2 separate regions of the Mus musculus genome follow, and region 1 is linked to region 2. Evidence: chromatin contacts called from public HiChIP or PLAC-seq data. All regions are on one chromosome and are shown on one strand. Each heading gives the region's core, a stretch centred on a gene start, on an enhancer-like site or on the middle of the called end of the contact. The rest is flanking DNA. Distances are from core to core; before and after follow the strand shown.

Region 1 (2,700 bases), core at 45-2,544, 560 kb after region 2:
TTTGTAACATCCTCTACCAAGTGAAAAGTTTTGTTTCTACTTTGCTGAGTTTTTATCAGAAATGAATACTGGATTTTGTCAAATACTGTTTCTGCCTCAACAGGACCACGTGGTTTTCTTTAGGTCATAACACAACTGATGACAGTGGTTGTTTTCACACATCACACCCTCCTTGATTCCTAGGATAAACATGACCTAGTCCTCAGTGTTGGCTTGAACAAGTGTCTGGGGTTCACTCTGCTAATAGTGAGATCTGAGGATCGTGGACACTGGGCTGGGGTCAGTGTCCGGAGCATCAAGGAGCAGTTGGGAAATGTCTTCTTCCTCCTAAATTTGGCAGTGTTTTAAAACAACACACTATCAGTGAAACCATGTGGGCCTGGACAGTATCTGTCTTATCTTTCTCCTTGCCGTGGTCAAATACCCTGACAAAAGCGACATAAGGAGAAAGGGTTTGTTGTGACTCAGTTGCAGAGGGATGGAGGCCACCATGGTGGGGAAAGCACGGAACAAGAGCAGACGACCAGCTAATGACACTGCACTGACACACAGGAAGCACTGAGTGAGTGTGAAATGGAACCCCAGCACCCCAAGGCCCACCTGGGGATCCACTTCCTCCTCAAGGTTCCACAACCTTCCCAAACAGCTCAGCAGCTGTGTCCAAGTCTTCAAACATGTGAGCCCATGGGGATATTGCACATTCAAACCACCACAGTACTGAACTGTAATGTTCCTGTCTTAACATAAAAAGTGCAGGATAAATCTTATATCTTGGACGAGTTTTGGTGATTTCTAATTGCCAAAGAAATAAGACTATTTCATCTGACATGATAAGTTCCTGTAGAGAGTTATTCAAAGAATTCCATTTCCCCTCTCAGTTCTACAGGATCCAGGTGCTACCCCCTTTGCTCATCCCTTTCATTGAAAATGTGTTTCTGGGGCTGGCAAGATGGCTCAGTGGTTAAGAGCACTGACTGTTCTTCCAAAGGTCTTGAGTTCAATTCCCAGCAACCACATGGTGGCTCACAACCATCTGTAATGGGATCCAATGCCCTCTTCTGGTGTGTCTGAAGTCAGCTACAGTGCACTCATATACATTGATAAATCTTTTTTTAAAAATAGAAAGAGAAGAGAAGAGAAGAGAAGAGAAGAGAAGAGAAGAGAAGAGAAAAGAGAAGAGAAGAGTTGTTTCTCTTCCTTGGCAGTTCCGCTAAGGTGGATCAGGACGGGGACATTCAAAGAGCCCAGTCTGCTCTCACACACTCCCCTTTCTAGTTCTAATTTCATTCATATGTCTTTGTATCATTTGTTTCCTTCTGCTTTTTAGAGTCTTAAGATAGAAACCCGGCTTACTGATGTGAGACCTTCCTTCTTTCACTTGAATGTTATATATTTCCTACCCAACCTGCATCTTCCATGCTTTGGTATGTTGTATTTTTACTGTGTCAAAATATTTTCTGAGTTTCCTGTGGCTTGCTCAGTAGTTTGCTACTTATTTAACATCCACATTTAGGGAGAAGTTCTTAATATTTGTTACTGCTTTGTTTCTCTGTGATGAGTAACATATTTTACTTCAGTCCTTTTTCCACTGAAAGTTTCTTTTATGTCCCACACATGATCTGCCTGGGGAGTGCTCCACAAGCACTTGGATTGGCGACCACTGAAGGGTGGAATGTCTCCACAGGTCATTCAGCGCCTCCAGGTCCTGGCTTGCTCTGTCTGCAGCTGGTTCTTCTCATGTGTCTCAGAGCAGAGTGGCATTGACTCTCCATTTGTGAAGTTAACAGGTCCAGTTTTCTGCATCTCTGCTTGGATTTGCTACAGTCACTAGTGCAGAGAAAGCCTTCCGAGCTATCTGGTCTTCATCAGGCAAGAGCCCATTTTATCTCTGGAAACTGGCTTTGAAACCCAGTCCTTACTTTTTCTTTTTTCCTTTTTTTCTTTTTCTTTCTCTTTTCTTTCTTTCTTTCTTCTTTTTTTTTTTTTTTTTTTTTTTTTTTTTTTTGGTTTGTTTTGGTTTGGTTTTTCGAGACAGGGTTTCTCTGTGTAGCCCTGGCTGTCCTGGAACTCACTCTGTAGACCAGGCTGGCCTCGAACTCAGAAATCCACCTGCCTCTGCCTCCCAAGTGCTGGGATCAAAGGCATGCACCCACTGCCCGGCCAGTTCTTACTTTTTATGACATTAATATCTACCTTAAGGGAAGTGCTGAAGACTGAACCCAGGGCTCCATGCACACCAAGCACAAACTACCACTAAACTACACCATCAGCCCTATCTCTTCCTGTCCTATCCTAACATGTGTTCTCTTACATGTTCTGTATTTGAAAAGTTCCATGTAGAAAACAGAATTGGGTTATTTTTTTTCAAGCCTCTTTAACAACACTGGTGTTGGGGCCATCTGTACCTAACATGATATGGTCTGTCTAAGTTTAAGTACCGCCTTACTTGTCATTTGTTCTTTCCCGTTTCCTCTTTTCTGTCTTCATTTTGAGTTTTCTGAATTTTGTAATTCCATCTTAATCTCTCTATCATGCTTTTGGTCATCTTTCTGCAGAGTTCACTGATTGGCCTAGGAGCTGAATGATACGTGCAATTTTCCATGACCTGATTAGAATCAGTATTTTATGACTTCAAGTAGGAACCCACTGCCTTTCCCTGGTACATGATTGTCTAATATGTTACTTCTATATACAGTTAAA
Region 2 (2,700 bases), core at 53-2,552:
ACACTGGTTAGTTTTTTGTTTGTTTGTTTGTTTCTGGTTTTGGTTGTTGTTGAGACAGGGTCTTATTATATAGCCCAGGTTGGCTTTGAACTCATGATCTCTCTGAGCCTCCCTGCTGCATGCTGGGCTCACAGGCATGTGCCTCCACTCCCCGTCCAGAGTGGCTCTGTAACAGTGGCTAAAGAGCCCATGCACATGTGATCCATGTCTCCAGAATAGATCAAGTTACTTCAGGCCTTCCTGCCATCCTGTTTGTGGGCGTGCGCTCAGAAAACACTTAGGCTCTGTTGATACAGGTGACGTCTACTCAGAGAGGTCTAGTGCCTGGCTCTCTGCGTGATTGATTGCTGTTGATAGCCTTCAAAACAGTTCTAGTAAGATGTTCGTCTGACTGCGTTTTAAAGCAGGGCTTTCCTTCTTCCTTTTAAAACAGTAATGAATCAGAACAGTCCCATCTATACATTAAAAGCCTTTAAAAAGAATAATATCATTTAGCTGCGGTTTCTCAAGCGAAACCTGCAGCTGTACTGGGAACAATCCCCCTTATCTGTCTTTGATTTTATGTAGGCATCAGGTCTGGCTATGGCCTCTGGTAGGGCACCCCACATCTGAAGATGCCTTCCTTCTCCTTCCTAGATGGCCCTTGAAGAAAAATGTCTAGAAGCTGCCTGAACACAAGAGTCCCCTTTTCTGGTGCTCACAGGCTTCTGTCTTGGTGTCTGTGACATCAGAGATTCTTCGCCTCACGAGGCAAGAGATGCATGTTAGAGTGTTAAGAGTGTGTGGACTCAGGAGGCCCCCAGCCAGAGAAGGACTCACATTTTGCATATGTGGGTACTCACTGGGAATATATCTTGAAGAAAAACTCATCAGAGGTGTGCAAACCTTCATCTGAGCACTGAGGGTCTGAGTACGTATGTGTGCAAGACCTGGAAGAAGCTGAGCGACACCTAGCCTTCTCCACTATCCTCCTTTTTACCCGCTGGCCACCCTTTCCCTGTCTAATCCTTTCTTAGTCTCGGAGAGATGGTGTGCGCACAGTGGGACAGTTGGAGGCCATAGTAGGACAACTGCCACAGATGCCACAGTCAGCTTTCATCTGGGTTAGTCTCTCCAGGAGATGAAACTCTGGCTTCCCCAAGCAGGGATGGGACATAGAGACCAGGAGGAGGCCTTGGGCTGTGGGTGGGGAGCTCATACCAGCCACGTTCCGTCATTTGCTGGAACATATCCAGCGCTGGGGAGTTTACCACTCCCCGGGCCTCCCACTTCCTGGAGAGTTTTCATCTTCTGATACTTTTATTTCTGTCTCCCGTGCTCTGCTTACAGCGTTTGCAGCTGGGTCGTCTTGCATGTGATTTCTCTTCCGTTATGTGCAGGCAGCTGTCAGCCCCTCCTCGCCACCCCATGTCCACTGTCACTGTCTCAAGGCGGTTTCCTGGTTCCCGTGTAGACACCAAGGAGATGAAACTGGTCCTGATACCGTGCAGTGGGTTCTGTCCGGGGAAGAGCCTCCAGGTCCCGTTGAAAGGCAGCTGTGTAATAATGACTCTTATCTCTTTATGAGCATTTAAAACCTGGATGTGAGCGTGTGTTTCGTGCACTCTGTAAAAGACCACAGACAAGGGACGTGGCTTCCTCGGGAGCCTGAGCTGTGGCATCCTCTCCTTGCAGGCTACCTGAATGTGCTCTCTAACAGCCGCTGGCGGGAGCGCTGGTGCAGAGTGAAGGACAGCAAACTCATTCTCCACAAGGACAGGGCTGACCTGAAGACCCACCTCGTCTCCATCCCCCTCCGTGGCTGCGAGGTGATCCCGGGCCTGGATTCTAAGCACCCGTTGACCTTCCGGCTGCTTCGAAACGGACAGGAGGTGGCTGTTCTAGAGGTATGGGCTTCCCTGGGGCTGCTATCCAGAGAGGTGTACACAGATTCTGTCAACAGCATGATTAGGTCTTCTGCAGAAGACCCTAGCTCCCTGTAGGGACTGATTTTGATCCAGCCCCTTCCCTCCCTTGGCTAATTCTGTTTTACGTTGTCTTCAGGGTTTCTCTTTTGGAGAGTCATGGATGATACAGGCTTCCAAGAGCATCATGCATGACAACTTTGCTTGCCACAGCTAAATGCCTAGCTCCAAATAACAGGCCACCTTTTCTCTTCTTTCTTTCTTTCTTTCTTTCTTTCTTTCTTTCTTTCTTTCTTCCTTCCTTCCTTCCTTCCTTCCTTCCTTCCTTCCTTCCTTCCTTCCTTCCTTTCTTTCTTTCTTTCTTTCTTTCTTTCTTTCTTTCTGATTTATTTATTTTTATTTATTTATTATATGTAAGTACACTGTAGCTGTCTTCAGACACTTTTTCTTCTCACTCTGGCCCTGCTTGCTCCCTATAGCTGACTTCTGACACCCCAGAAGAGGGCATCAGATTTCATTATGGATGGTTGTGAGCCATCATGTGGTTGCTGGGATTTGAACTCACCACCTTAACCACCTTAACCGTTAACCGTTGAGCCCACTTTTTCAAAGTGCCTAGGCAGGCAATACCTTGTGGGGGAAAAAAAATCTCCATTAAAATACTTCTTCTAAGCATAGGCTACTCAGGTACATAGGACTGTTTCCTTCGCTTGTCCTTTGGAAAGCTCTCCACATGTTAGGGCCCCTGACACCCTGTGGTAGGGTCTGTGAGGAGCAAGCCTGTGGCTACTTATGT

The links. HiChIP or PLAC-seq counts read pairs in DNA pulled down with a chosen protein or histone mark.
Region 1: a contact with region 2 is called in an H3K27ac HiChIP or PLAC-seq map of large pre-B cells, with 4 times the contacts expected there. The contact joins two enhancer-like sites. A contact is called at or near these places in 2 of 15 datasets of contacts at CTCF or cohesin (large pre-B cells and stem cell-derived epiblast-like cells), 3 of 484 Hi-C or Micro-C datasets (cerebral cortex, cortical neurons and palatal mesenchyme), 4 of 115 datasets of contacts at active chromatin or transcription factors (astrocytes, embryonic basal ganglia, embryonic forebrain and 1 more) and 1 of 9 other capture datasets (pancreatic islet).

The regions. Positions count from the first base shown.
Region 1 is chr5:36,534,272-36,536,971 of GRCm38.p6, forward strand. The region is part of intron 3 of Tbc1d14 (TBC1 domain family, member 14); the gene reads right to left. Among named protein-coding and RNA genes, the nearest start is that of Gm32528, 23 kb to the left of the region's middle. Within about 2 kb of position 1,295, at least 20 of the 459 cell types and tissues checked have an H3K27ac peak or open chromatin away from gene starts, as enhancers often do.
Region 2 is chr5:35,972,714-35,975,413 of GRCm38.p6, forward strand. It overlaps Afap1 (actin filament associated protein 1), which reads left to right. Exons shown (of 17, transcript NM_027373.2): 10 at 1,675-1,886. Among named protein-coding and RNA genes, the nearest start is that of Afap1, 81 kb to the left of the region's middle. Within about 2 kb of position 1,303, at least 113 of the 459 cell types and tissues checked have an H3K27ac peak or open chromatin away from gene starts, as enhancers often do.